Linked DNA regions of Xenopus tropicalis: region 1 is linked to region 2. Evidence: chromatin contacts called from public Hi-C data. All regions are on one chromosome and are shown on one strand. The core of a region is the stretch at or near the end of the contact, and the rest is flanking DNA. Distances in the headings are between cores, read along the strand shown.

Region 1 (7,360 bases), core at 850-3,349, 160 kb after region 2:
AATTGTATTTAAATTGTAAATGTTCTCACAGGAGCGCTCTAAGTATGTTAACAGTTATTTTTCTCTTTGGGTTTAGTTTCCCTTAAATGCAGTTTTCGTGGTTGTTGTGTGGGTGCTACAGCAGTTATTTTAGCCTTGTACTGCTCATCTGCACCTACGATATTGCTGAGACAGGTTCTGACATATTTCTTTTCAGCTCTCTGACAAGTATGGTGTCCATGTTTGCGGAGAAGGAGGAGAGTATGAGACGCTCACTTTAGACTGTCCTCTATTCAAGAAAAGAATTGTTGTGTAAGGATCAGATTTATTTCTTGCAATGGGACGTACTTTTTGATTTTGTTTAAGTGTTCGTTTGCCATGTAAATGCTAGAGTGATAAAACCAGAACATACATGATTTGGCGTAAGAAGGCTAAAACTAGTAAATGCCCGTGTAGGATAGGAGGCAGCGAGATGAACGTATACCTGGGTACTAATTAAGGAGGCTCAGCTGCAAATAGGCACAAAACTTACATTTTTCCTGTTCTTATGAATACAGTTTGAGTCGCCCTATTTTTTTATTTTTTTGTGCCCCTGATGAAGGCCACATGGTGGCCGAAATGTGTAGGGTGATTTTTATGTAGTCATTTTTGATTATATAAATATTTTTTCACTTTCTAAGAGTGTGCATTCCTCCATGCAATTATTGAGTCAGCATAAATATCTGTTCAAGAAGAAATGTGCATGACCCACTATGGCCATGAACCACCAAACAGATTAAGTTAATTAATGTACAGAACCTCATTTGCGATTAAAATGGCTTTATTTTTCTATGGCTAAGATTAAGAACACGCAAAGGCGTGTTACTGTAAAGAATTTCTTGAAACGTTGCTGTGTGTTCTTAATCTTAGCCATGAAATAATAAAGGCTTTTTAATGGCTGTCCAATGATGCTGTCCAATGATGAAATGAACCTGTTCCCCTTATGTCCCAGAAGTGATATGAATTTGCTCTAGGATATCCTCTGTGCCACATGTGCTGCACAGTTATGGGGGTTATGTAATAAAAGGCACTAAAGGTGGCCATGACGGCGGATCTTCTCCCAATATGCCCTTCTAAGGTGGACAATATTGAGCTAATTCAGCCATTTGGCCCTAGGTCCAAACGATCAAATTAAAACGGCAGGTATAGTTGCCATCAGACCGAGGACCACATAAACAAGATGATGCGGTCCATGACCGGGGGTGCCCGTACACGGGCAGATAAGATGCCGCATCGATATGAAGGACCCGAATCAGCAGCTGAGATCTGCCTGTGTATGCTCCCCTTAAGTTTTCCTAGAAGCAGTAATCAATAGCAACCGATTAGAAGGTAGAATTACTGGTTACCAGTTTAAAAGAAAACATCTTTTTGGTTGCTATCGTTATGTGCTTTTTAGGTTGAATATTATCAGTGAACTGGAGTGGCTGGGGATGAGTATCCCAGTCTGAGGTTTTTATATGCTACATAAACAATGGCAAATTAGATCACCAAAGATTCAAGAGTTCGCTCAAATACTCCAGCGTGACACTCCAGCATTCAGGGCGAATTCCGTGTGTCAGGGATACTTTTTTTCCCCAGATAAGGTAATTTGCTTGTGGCCTTAGTAACAGTGGCCCCTTGGTTGTAAACAAACTAGCTGTTAACATAGGCTGCATACTGTATATCCATTATTTATATTTCCCTTGCTCTAGAAATGCCACCTGCCTGCACTATGCACACTCTAATGTTTGCATTGGTACCCAGCTGTTGCTCACATGATATCAATGTTTGTGCCGTTACTGATATGGTGAGAGTGACTATTCTGCACTTCACCACCTTGTTGCATGCACCATTAACAGTCCTGGCTGTTTTAATATAATGCAAGGTCTTTATTATTAAGGTTGTGTATTGTGCAGTGTGAGTAGGTAAGAGCTGCAGAATGGGATTAGGTGGGGTGCAAGTCTGTAAAACCTGTAGTATTTCTGCGGATCTGAAGCTAATTAAAGGCTAGCATTCCTGAGCTTCCTTTCCCCCCTCTCTCTCTCCTGGCCTGTAATTATAGCTGTGCAGCGCTAACAAGCTCCCATCATAGCTGCAGGCGACAGCTCTGTGAGGTCACTCTTGGTTCCAGACCCATCATATATCTAATATCTACCCTCTGTCTCTCCCTCTACTGTATGTCTATGGAATCGTTGGCAGTCTGACAGTCTTGTGAGTTAAAAAATGACCAGGACACATCTGAGTGGATCACACTTTGTGTATGTGCACACGGTACCATAGCTTTGTGCAGAGAGGGGGGATTCACTGCATATTCAAATAAAGTCATTTATAAGTGTTTCAAAGAGATGAATCCCGTAAATAAATATAACGCACCTCTGCCTATGAACACTTATTAAATGCCTACACCCCCTAAAACTTTATATATGTATAAAAATGTATACATAGTACTCTTACTATTTTAGTGGTTTCCTCTTCTGACACCCAAAGTGTGATTTATAGGGGCCTAGCTTTAACTGAAAACACAAATTGTTTAAAGGAATATTGTCATGGAAAAACATGTTTTTTCAAACCACATCAGTTAATAGAGCTTCTCCAGCAGAATCCTGCATTGAAAATTGAAAAACAGATTTTATTTTTTTTTTCATTTATTTTTTTTAAATTTTTGTAAGGGGCTAGCCATATTCTTCATTTCCCATGGTGCCACAACCATGTGACTTGTACTCTGATAAACTTCAGTCACACTTTACTGCTGCACTGCAAGTTGGAGTGATATCACCCTCCCAGCAGCTGAACAGCAGACCAATGGGAAGGGAGCAAGATAGCAGCTCCCAGTAGCTCCCAGAATAGCACTCAATAGTAAGAAATCCAAGTCCGGCTTGGGACTCCTCCAGTTACATGGGAGTAGAAGAAACAATAGGTTACCTGAAAGCAGTTCTAATGTGTAGCGCTGGCTCCTTCTGAAAGCTCAGACTCAGGCACAATGCACTGAGATGGCGCCTACACACCAATATTACAGCTAAAAAAGTACATTTGTTGGTTCAAGAATAACATTTTAAATGGCAGAATGAATTATTTGCTATGTAAACAGTGTAATTTAGAAATAAAAAGTACACCATAAAAATCATGACCGTATCCCTTTCATTTTATTTACCAAACCCTTAGGGGCTGATTTACTTACCCACGAACGGGTCGAATGGAGTCCGATTGCGTTTTTTTCGTAATGATCGGTACTTTGCGATTTTTTCGTATGTTTTGCGATTTTTTCGGATTCTTTACGAATTTTTCGGATCCAATATGATTTTTGCGTAAAAACGCGAGTTTTCCTATCCATTACGAAAGTTGCGTAAAAAGTTGCGCATTTTGCGTAGCGTTAAAACTTACGCGAAAAGTTGCGCATTTTTCGCGTAAGTTTTAACGCTACGCAAAATGCGCAACTTTTTACGCAACTTTCGTAATGGATACGAAAAACTCGCGTTTTTACGCAAAAATCGTATTGGATCCGAAAAATTCGTACAGAATCCGAAAAAACATACGAAAAAGTCGCAAAATATTCGTTTTCAAGTCGGAACTTTTCCAATTCGGGTCGGATTCGTGGGTTAGTAAATCAGCCCCTTAGACTGGGACAGAAGTTGCAGTAAATAAGTAAACTTGAGATACAGTGGAGGAAATAATTATTTGACCCCTCACTGATTTTGTAAGTTTGTCCAATGACAAAGAAATGAAAAGTCTCAGAACAGTATCATTTCAATGGTAGGTTTATTTTAACAGTGGCAGATAGCACATCAAAAGGAAAATCGAAAAAATAACTTTAAATAAAAGATAGCAACTGATTTGCATTTCATTGAGTGAAATAAGTTTTTGAACCCTCTAACAAAAAAAGACTTAATACTTAGTGGAAAAACCCTTGTTTGCAAGCACAGAGGTCAAACGTTTCTTGTAATTGATGACCAAGTTTGCGCACATTTTAGGAGGAATGTTGGTCCACTCCTCTTTGCAGATCATCTCTAAATCCCTAAGGTTTCGAGGCTGTCTCTGTGCAACTCTGAGCTTGAGCTCCCTCCATAGGTTTTCTATTGGATTAAGGTCCGGAGACTGACTAGGCCACTCCATGACCTTAATGTGCTTCTTCTTGAGCCACTCCTTTGTTGCCTTTGCTGTATGTTTTGGGTCATTGTCGTGCTGGAACACCCATCCACGACCCATTTTCAGTTTCCTGGCAGAGGGAAGGAGGTTGTCGTTCAGGATTTCACGATACATGGCTCCGTCCAGTTTCCCGTTAATGCGAATAAGTTGTCCTGTGCCCTTAGCAGAAAAACACCCCCAAAGCAAAATGTTTCCACCCACATGCTTGACGGTGGGGACGGTGTTTTGGGGGTCATAGGCAGCATTTTTCTTCCTCCAAACACAGCGAGTTGAGTTAATGCCAAAGAGCTCTATTTTGGTCTCATCAGACCACAGCACCTTCTCCCAGTCACTCACAGAATCATTCAGGTGTTCATTGGCAAACTTCAGACGGGCCTGCACATGTGCCTTCTTGAGCAGGGGGACCTTGCGAGCCCTGCAGGATTTTAATCCATTGCGGTGTAATGTGTTTCCAATGGTTTTCTTGGTGACTGTGGTCCCTGCTAATTTGAGGTCATTAACTAACTCCTCCCGTGTAGTTCTAGGATGCTTTTTCACCTTTCTCAGAATCATTGACACCCCACGAGGTGAGATCTTGCGTGGAGCCCCAGAGCGAGGTCGATTGATGGTCATTTTGTGCTCCTTCCATTTTCAAACAATCGCACCAACAGTTGTCACCTTCTCTCCCAGCTTCTTGCTAATGGTTTTGTAGCCCATTCCAGCCTTGTGCAGGTCTACAATTTTGTCTCTGACATCCTTGGACAGCTCTTTGGTCTTTCCCATGTTGGAGAGTTTGGAGTCTGCTTGATTGATTGATTCTGTGGACAGGTGTCTTTTATACAGGTGACTAGTTAAGACAGGTGTCCTTAATGAGGTTGACTAATTGAGTAGAAGTGTCTAACCACTCTGTGGGAGCCAGAACTCTTAATGGTTGGTAGGGGTTCAAAAACTTATTTCACTCAATGAAATGCAAATCAGTTGCTATCTTTTATTTAAAGTTATTTTTTCGATTTTCCTTTTGATGTGCTATCTGCCACTGTTAAAATAAACCTACCATTGAAATGATACTGTTCATTTCTTTGTCATTGGACAAACTTACAAAATCAGTGAGGGGTCAAATAATTATTTCCTCCACTGTATATCGGTACCTTATCAAACACTATTAAATATCAGTAGGTAGATAATAGGTGATAGGCTATTGGTTGAACCATGCTTTCATGTATCCTTTTGTCTTTACTAAACATCAACTCAAAAATTAATCATTTTACTTTGAGACCATAAATCTCTGTAGGCAGAAACCAGTCATTCTGTATTATGCATTTGAATGAAAAGAGTAATGAAAAAAAAAACAAAACACAGACAACATTAATGTGTGACTGACATGGGTCTATCCTCTATTTTACAATGCAGGGATTCTGCGGAGGTGACGATGCATTCTAATGATGCCTTCGCTCCTGTGGCTTATCTTCGATTATCGAAGCTTCACCTTGAGGATAAAGTAAGTGGCACATGATTTAATCTCTTCATTTAAAATATTTCCACTAACTGCAAAATAAAAAGTTGGGACCTTAGGAAAGGTAATGTATTCCTACAGTGCCTCCTATCATGTTCATCTGTATGCTCCAGTGTTGTGTGTGATATAATGCAAGTTTATTCCATTGAAATGAAATAAATGCAGAATTTTTTTTTTTTGCCAGTAACATAGCTTCTACTTTGCTAGTAGCTAAAATAATGCAAGAAAGTAGCTGGTCTGGCACTGTCCTAGCAGCATGCAAAGTAGAAGCAGAAAATAAATTGACATAATAAAAATATTACTGTCTATCAGAGTGTATTAGAACTGTACTTATTTACCTTCTGAACCATATCCCTTTAATTACTGATTTCACTTTTCTTTTCTTTTTTTGATGAAAGATTACCAACACAGCAGTTACATTGCAAAGAGAGTGTCCCTGTAGTAATGGATTCCCTGCAGAGCCTGCATCCTGTGCCACAAAGGAATGTGATAATTCTGAGGAACGGCCATTGCCCTGGATACCGAACAGTCTCCCTTCGGTGCCCATGTGTATGTATCTCTAGTAGGGTTGATAACTCATACACAGACCTTCTTTGGTATTTAGCATGCCAGTTATTGTGGGCGGTTTAGGCTCTTGGGCAATGCCAGGTACCATTGCCTTTAATGTAAATATGATTGCACTGATGCACACACATCTCTTAACAGGTTGTAGTTTCCTCTTACCACTCCACATGGAATCCCAGTCTCCATTTTCAGCTAGCGCTGTACTCCATAGTTGTTCTGACCAAAAACTTTTTCATTTTGAGTCACCTGAAAAGTTGGGCTCAAGTACACTATGAGTGCAGAGTATTTTTTATCAGGAAGGCTCTAGGGAGGATATGTCAATCAAGATGGAAGACCAAAGGCCTGTATATTGCCACTCATACCTGGGTGCCAGAGCTTAAATAAATTGTATAACAGCAAAAATGTCGGCACTCACAGGGTTTGCACAAAAAGAAATAAAGACTTCTGCATTGATCAAGTCTTTATTTATTTATTTATTTATATATATATAACACAGAGGAGCAGCTGTAAAGCCTGTGATATTTATAAGACTGTACAGTTCTTTTTCTCTGTGTGTAATTCTCAACTGGCTGTGGTTAGGGTTGTGTAACAGAGGCTTTAACACCTGAGTGGTAAGAGCCCCAGCTAAAAGTTAACAAATGTCCTACAGAGGCAGAAGATATGGCATCATTATGGGTCTGGGTAAGGTTGACCTGTGTTCTTTAAAGTCTGTTTGCCTGTAGGTGAATCAAGAACTTGTTCAGCTCCATCACAATGTGGATTCCAGTGGATCAGTGAGATTACTGCCAGTGAGGGAAATGTCTTGGAGGCTTCCCACAGGGCACTCTCTTCACTTAAAGGTAACTTAAGTCTACAGTGTTGGTGGTAGCATGTTTTTTTTAAAAAATGTGTCACTTTTTTTTCTCTCAGCTTTTATAATATGGCACAATTTATGTTCAATGTAATCTGTGGTTTCAGTGCTAGTTCTTGTACTTCAGCTAGCAAAGGTAATAAAAAAAACCCCTAAAAAAATATTACATAGACACTGAACGAAGGTGTACCTAGAGGTGTTGGTTTCAGTGCCCTGTTCTAAGGGCCGGATGTTTGAGCTTCCAAGCATAGCACTGATCTGTTTGTTAGTAGCCAAAATGTAATCAGGCTATATTATTGGAACTGCCTCAGAGG
Region 2 (7,115 bases), core at 2,407-4,906:
GGGTGGACACACGTCTGACACACAAGGCCTCATTATCTGCTAGGAGAACAGCAAGGAAATAGCAGGGGCAGATGTGACAAGGAAATGATTTAAGACAGGAAGTTACCGTATCTTCTTAAATCAGCAATGTCAAGTTACAGTTACCTCTCATTGTCCAGCAAGGTTTAGAAAATTGTGCTTTAATAGAGATATTTTTACATTTGCTAAGTCTGATGATCTCTTGGCTCATTCATGTTAAAAATAGGTGTAACAATGCAGTCTTGTGATTGAGGCAACCGCCATTCCCCCAAACAGCCAAAGGATACATTAAATTGGCATTCCCTAAGCAGAAAGTTCATTTGTGCAGTGAGGCAACAAGAAATAATGCAAGATACTTTGACACGATATATGACAAGGGAAAAGCAGGCAACTTGCTAAAGCATGATGGCCAGGCAGTCTGTGGTCTTGCTGAAGCTGCTGAATGGCAATTTCCATTAGCCTGAAGGGCCACAGATTTTCCAGTACTGAGTATGACTGGAATAAAAGTGGCCATACGCCAGCTGATTAAAGCTGCCATCTTGGCTAAGTTGACAGCTTATAGGCCCATGTATGGTTGGTTTTCCTAGGCCCCTATATATATCTACTGGAAGATATAAAAAGTACTTTAGAGTGGTGTGGGGCCACCCAAAAGGGGTCATTTGGCCATGGGCCAAAGTGCTGGAGAAAGTGCACAAGCTTGCCCCTTATTGCAAAAGTGTTGGGGCATGCTCATGACTCATGAAAAAAATGAGCAGTAGTTTACACATAAGCATGAAATATTTTCAGAAAATAAGAAAAACTTTGGCCAATCATTCTGCAGTGACCACTAGCACTGATCTGACAGCTTTGCTACTACAGATCAGGCCAGCCAGCAGTTTGCTAAATGACAATTAAAAGCCATATAGTAGGCTGTAAATCCTGTCCCAGATGCTGTGGTTTTAGCTGCCAATTAGTGGAATCCTATAATAACCACAGTTTATTTATTTTTAACTATAGGTTCAAGCTTATTGGAAACCTTAATAAATGCCAGATTTTAACTGTTTAATACTGCCAAAGGGGGGAGGGTAGCGCTGGAGCTTATTTACTTTTTTAACGTTAATAATTAGCACTTTTCACCTATACCCATATAAATAACAATCTACATACGAACAAAGAATGATCCACCTTACATTTACAGAGTTCTGTAGCTAATATTGTAGGAAGTTTATAAGAACACAGGGCGCTGCTAAAGTCAAAGATATCGACACAGTATCCCAGTGGGATAACACAAAAGTCCCCTCATAAAAGCACTTAACACATTTTTATAGTCCGTGCAAAAATCGTGCTCAAACATACTGAATACTCTTGTCATGGCACCACAGCAGCAGCTGATGGGAGAGACAGGCAGCGGAGCCCCACTTATGTAGGATACATGCACTCATTCTTTGGAGGCCATAGCTGTAATGGTGAGCTACAAAATCATGGCATCCTTGGCTTGCCTCTAATAAAGGCTACAACACAACTCATTTTGTAATGATCCCTATGGGGAGTGTTTTTTTTTTCTTCGTTTAGCTGAAACAAAAGGAGACAATCCAAATTTAAGGTCTGCTGACCATGTGGCAGTGTAGCATGAAACATCATGTGGAGCTTTAAGAAGAAATTATTATGGTAGCCAAGGAATGTATTGTTATGCACTGGAAAGCTTGTAATCCCCCATCACTGTCGCTATGGCAGAACCCAGTTAACCAGATGATCCCGGTATACAAACGTATTTGCACAGATGAATATGGTGAAGTGTGGGACCCTTGGCTAAATGCCTAGTTGTATATAAACTTCAAAATACCTCATTATTCAATGTGGAGCCGAACTACAGGACTATTTGAACCTTTACCCCTAGTATATCTCAATATATGTGACAATTTATTATTACTCTCTTTCGATTGGCCCTGTGCATAAGAGTTTATTACCGACATGAGTCTCCTCTACCCTTATCTGTCCCCTGTTTATCCTTTTGTTCCCCCCTTTCCCCTTATTGCAAAAAATATGTTTTCCAGTATAGGCTGTAGGCCACCTTTACCTCAGTACAAATCTTGCCTGTCGGCTCTTTAAGGGGCAAACAGACACACCAACACACAGATTTTAGTAAGTATCATGTGAGTTAGAATGTTCACATTGTATCAACTGATTGTACAAATGGAATGTTTTTTTGCATATGTGCTGTTTGCACATGTATCGTTTAAATAAAAACTGCATTGTTAAAAAAAGAAGACATGATCATAAAGATAATGTTAAGTGTTTTCAGTTGAGCCTTTTGACAGCTAAAAGTGTTGGCCCTGTTGTGATGGTGGCTAATAGTACACTGAGCAGAGAAGGAAGCATTACCCCCGAATATTGGGGCATGATCAGAGAAAGTTCGGCCTTCTTTGCCCTCATTTTATGGAATAATCTTTAACAACCAGACTATAAAACAAATATGCAGTCTGACTGCATATGGGCATTGATGTGAGGTGATGTGTCAGTCCCATGTCACAAACTTTTCGACTGGTTACACATGAACAAACCCCTACCAATAATGCATAATGTCAGCAACACTGGAAACATTATAAATATTCCTGGAAAAGCTATTACACAGTGGAGCCTGTAAATATTATGGGCAGTAATGCACATTTTAATGGAGGTGTAAACTCAGCAATAAAATGTTGCCTAATGAAAGAAAGTACAATTCTAATCAACTTTTCAGTATAACTTCTTTACAAATTTTCACTTTTTATAAAGTTTTTTGTAAATGTAATTGCTATTAAAAGTAGTCTTTTTCTAACTGGTTCTGCACTTCTGTTCTGTTGGTTCTATAGCAGAAGTCAGCCTTACGTGCTTTTTCACAGGCTTCAGCTACACTTTTTCAATAGTCAGAACCACTACAGCAGAGAATAATACAGCTTTCTATAGCAATTTCATTTACAAATAACTTCAAAACCACTGAAAATGTGTAATGAATGTGTATAGGAAAGTTGCTTAGATTAGCATTTTCTCTGTTTATGCAGAATGTTATTTTTGGATTTATATCAGCTTTAAGGACGCAAATAGAACTTATGTGACTGGGTTATGCTGGAAATTGTTATATTCAGTATGGGTTCATATTTGCATATCTTGAAATGTCTGAAAATTCTGTGCAAATGTAATTCACATGCTACATACTAGGGGGCCTCAGGGCAATGCAATAATTCTGACTTCGCAGATTCCAACATGTGAGTCTGCAGTCCCCTGTTCTTACCTGACTAACATTCATTGTCCAAGGTTCATCATCCAACACTCGCTAAACAAGTGTATCTGTGCCTGATTGGGCCACCCATATGCAGGGCCAAATTGGGCCAATCAAACATTGATGAGGAACTTATAGATGCGCCAATGCAGTTCTGATCCCATCCCAGGCCCCTTACACAGGCTAATATGCTGCTGTATCTTGAAGGACCAAGTTGGCAAATTTTTTAAACCTGTGCATTAGTGATGTGCGGGCCAACCCAAAACCCACAAGTCCGGCGGGTTCAGGCCATCCAATCACTGTTTTGTGATGGTTGCAAGTGAGTGGTGAGGCAGAATTTCCCCACGCCCCCCCCCCCCTGCACCATCAGGATGTCTACCCCTCCCACCTCATTTACGTCAGAAAGGGTCGGGTCTGTTGCAAGTATATAAAGATCAACAGCTCATCATGTTGGCCTGGGTGTGGGTCAGAAGTGGAGGTGTTAGATTTTGGCTTGGGTCTACAAAAAGTCGACTCACACATCACTACCGTGTATGGCCATCTTATGTTGAAGCCAACAATGAATTTCAGTGCCCAAGGCTAAGAGACAGAGCAATGAGAGATTGATGAGTGTTGCCTAATAGATTTTCTGTCATACCAGTATGTGTTCTGAACACTTTGAATGGACATTTGTGTGATGTATGGGAATAGAGTGTTTATACACATCCACCAAGTTTTTAAGAATGTAGAATCTATTGTCTTTCATGGTAGTCAGTACAGTTTTTAATAGAATATACAATCATATAGCAAAATGTTGGTCTCTCTGACAAATATTGGTCCATTTATATGTACAATATCTTTGATACAGCCAGTCTCCAGCAAAACAGACTACACAGGCTTCATTGTATTAATCCCTCCATTTGTTTATGTTTGTCGTAATTCAGATAGTGCCCACTTTTAAAGTAACAATATTGCAAATCACTGGGGAGTGTCAAATACAGTAGTTATAATAGTTAGTGATGAGCGAATCTGTTCCGTTTCGCTTCGACAAAAAATTTGCGAATCTTTCAAAAGATCCGCGAAACGGCGAAAAATAGGCGAAACGGCAAAAATGTTGTGCGACAAAAAAAAATTGTCGCCCGCGGCTATTATTTTGTCGCGCGGCTATTGTTTCGTCGCCCGCGGCTATTATTTTGTCGCGCGGCTATTGTTTTGTTGCCCGCGGCTATTATTTTGTCGTGCGCCTATTGTTTCGTTGCCCGCGGCTATTATTTTGTTGCGCGGCTATTGTTTCGTCGCGCGCGGCTATTGTTTTGTCGCCCGCGGTTATTATTTTGTCGCCCGCGGCTATTATTTTGTCGCGCGGCTATTGTTTCTTCGCCCGTGGCTATTATTTTGTCGCGCGGCTATTCTTTTGACGTCCGCGACTATTCTTTTTTGACGCCGGTGACAATTTTTGGACGTACGGCGAATTTTTCTGCGGCTAATTTTTTCATCCGTTTCGCGAAACAATCCGCCAATGGCGAAACGCGGAAATTCGCCGCGAATCCATGCCTGGCAAAACATTTCGCCCATCACTAATTATAGTCTCTTATCTCAGACCCCAGGCTGGGGCAAGTCTTCAATGAAAAACGCACTGGGCCAGGGTAGCATTCTAGTAAGGGCCATGGATTTTTATCTGTCCCATGGATTCCTTGCTGCTGCCTGAGCTTTGCACATGGTCAGTAGAACAAACATTGACTTTTGGTGTCTAAGGTCTGATTTAACTGTACTGTAGATGCACACATATCCTAGGGCAGAAGCAAGGGATTCATGGCACAGGTGAGAAGATAGTGGCGTGGCACTCACTACACCAGTAACCTAGGCTGGTGCGCTTTTCTTACCTTCTCCTGCAGGCTGCATTGGTTTCCAGTTAGCTATATAATGTTTATTAGCCGTGCATACATTTCTAAATATATCTCATTCATGTATGAAACACATAGATCAGTCTCTGCAGTCTCATAATAATATCTTATTAAATAATAAACAGGTACCTTTCGCCATGCAGTGTGGGGGCTTTATTGTATGCATGACCAATTTTAAAGTATTGACCTAAGAAATCAATTTTATTATTTCAAACAGACATTGATTTCAAGCAAAAAACAAATACTTGTATTTATTATAAAGCTACTCCTTAAAAAAATACACAGATGTATCTTCATTGCATTTAACTCTTTTACTGCCCAGCAGTGTAATAATTGCTTTCACTTACTCTTTTACAGAAAGGCTGATAGGCAAGATTTAAGGGTTTTTTCACCTGTGGTCCCTATAGTGAATTCAGCATATTTAGGAGCTGAGTGGTTAATGGGGGGAGGCCAGGAAATGGAAGAAGTGAAGTTGGCAGGCTGCTTTATTTGTTGCAGGATAAACCTACCCTAGTCTTGAGGGATCTAAAGATAAACGAAAGGTTACACTTTGCCCCTCACTTTGTCACTTCCGTTTGCTCTGTCAATACTCGGTGACGGCTGTCAGGAAAGCAGAGAGATTAAGGTCAATTACAGTGGCACATATATCATGGGCATATGTTTAAATATGGAGTATTGGCCTATCTAATGGTTAAGTCTTTTCACACCCTGTAAATATCAATCAATATCCATCCATTGTCTCTGTTTAACATGTCTGAAATGGGAGATTTGGAAGGATTAGACACAAACTGGTGCAGGCAGCTCCGTGCCTCCTAAAACCTTACCATAAAGACCAAAATGTAACATTTCTAAAAGTGCAGTATGCAAAGGGAAATATTGGATGAAAAAGGCATGTTTTTTTATCCAGAGTGCAACCTTCTGTAGAAACTCTGGAACTACCACCATCCCCAGGGTTTCCCTAATGTCAGTAGGCGCACTTGCACACAGTTCATTAGAGCAACTGGATGGAAGCATTGGCGAACTATAAAGAACTAAAAAAAAAATGTATTTAGACGCAAGTACCTAAATACAAACATTTGTTTCCATTCTGCATGGAAGGTTTTGTTGGTTCGACAGATCTCATCCTACAAGTTAGATGTCGTTTCAAAGGTCAAAATATAATGATACTGGTATAAAATGTGCAAACTATACTAAAGATTTCCTCCTGTTTGACATGCTTATCAGAAGGGAATGCTAAATGCTCCATTTACATCCAACAAGGGCTCAGTTACAGCCATAAGTGCAGTTTCAGTTGCACTAAAATTGCTCCAGTTGTTGCACAAATTGTCACCACTCATTAAAGGTACTTGCATTTAAAGCTGCTCCTTGCCCTCGTTCATTTTGACAGCAGTCACCTATTCCCCCCCAGAGATGAATTGTAAGAAATCCACCAACTGATGCAGGAGGACCTTGGTGGCAGTAACTCCTGGGTTCCAACTGCAGCCAGCATCAAATTGCATCTAAAGAATTTTATTTCCTGTTATTTATACAGCACCAACACATTTCCAAGCCCCTTTACAGAGATTATTTATCATTCCCTGCCCCAGAGGAGCTTACAATGTAAGGTCACTGTAGCATTCACACACTTTGGTCAGTTTGGTCAAAAGCCAGTTAACCTGCCTGTATGTTTTTGGAGTGTGGGAGAAACTAGAGTACCCAGAGAAAACCCACAAAGACATGGGGTGAACATACAAACTCCTTGCAACCCTGGCTGGGATTGAAGGCAAGGCAGAAGTGCTACTCACTGCCATCATGCTTAGTGCAGATATAATTCTGACACCGAACACCAGTCAGACACAGTAACTTTCTGCACAGTTGCACTTGATTTGTGTCAAAAAGCAGCATGCAATTGTGCCAAACCCAATTCCTCCATGGCAGCCAAATTGAAGTTGGAATATTGGGGGAAATTATGCATTCTGGGTAAAAAACATGACAAT

What was found. A called contact is a pair of places that touch in the nucleus more often than the background predicts.
Region 1: a contact with region 2 is called in a Hi-C map of neurula embryo, with 2.0 times the contacts expected there. The contact joins two enhancer-like sites. A contact is called at or near these places in 2 of 5 Hi-C or Micro-C datasets (brain and neurula embryo).

The regions. Positions count from the first base shown.
Region 1 is chr8:111,606,317-111,613,676 of UCB_Xtro_10.0, forward strand. dph6 (diphthine--ammonia ligase) reads left to right here. Exons shown (of 15, transcript XM_031891249.1): 7 at 197-291; 8 at 5,530-5,617; 9 at 6,031-6,181; 10 at 6,904-7,035. Among named protein-coding and RNA genes, the nearest start is that of dph6, 18 kb to the left of the region's middle. Within about 2 kb of position 2,100, at least 1 of the 11 cell types and tissues checked has an H3K27ac peak or open chromatin away from gene starts, as enhancers often do. A contact at or near this core is called in neurula embryo, where this site is marked.
Region 2 is chr8:111,440,540-111,447,654 of UCB_Xtro_10.0, forward strand. No RefSeq gene overlaps it. Among named protein-coding and RNA genes, the nearest start is that of c15orf41, 7.8 kb to the left of the region's middle. Within about 2 kb of position 3,657, at least 2 of the 11 cell types and tissues checked have an H3K27ac peak or open chromatin away from gene starts, as enhancers often do. A contact at or near this core is called in neurula embryo, where this site is marked.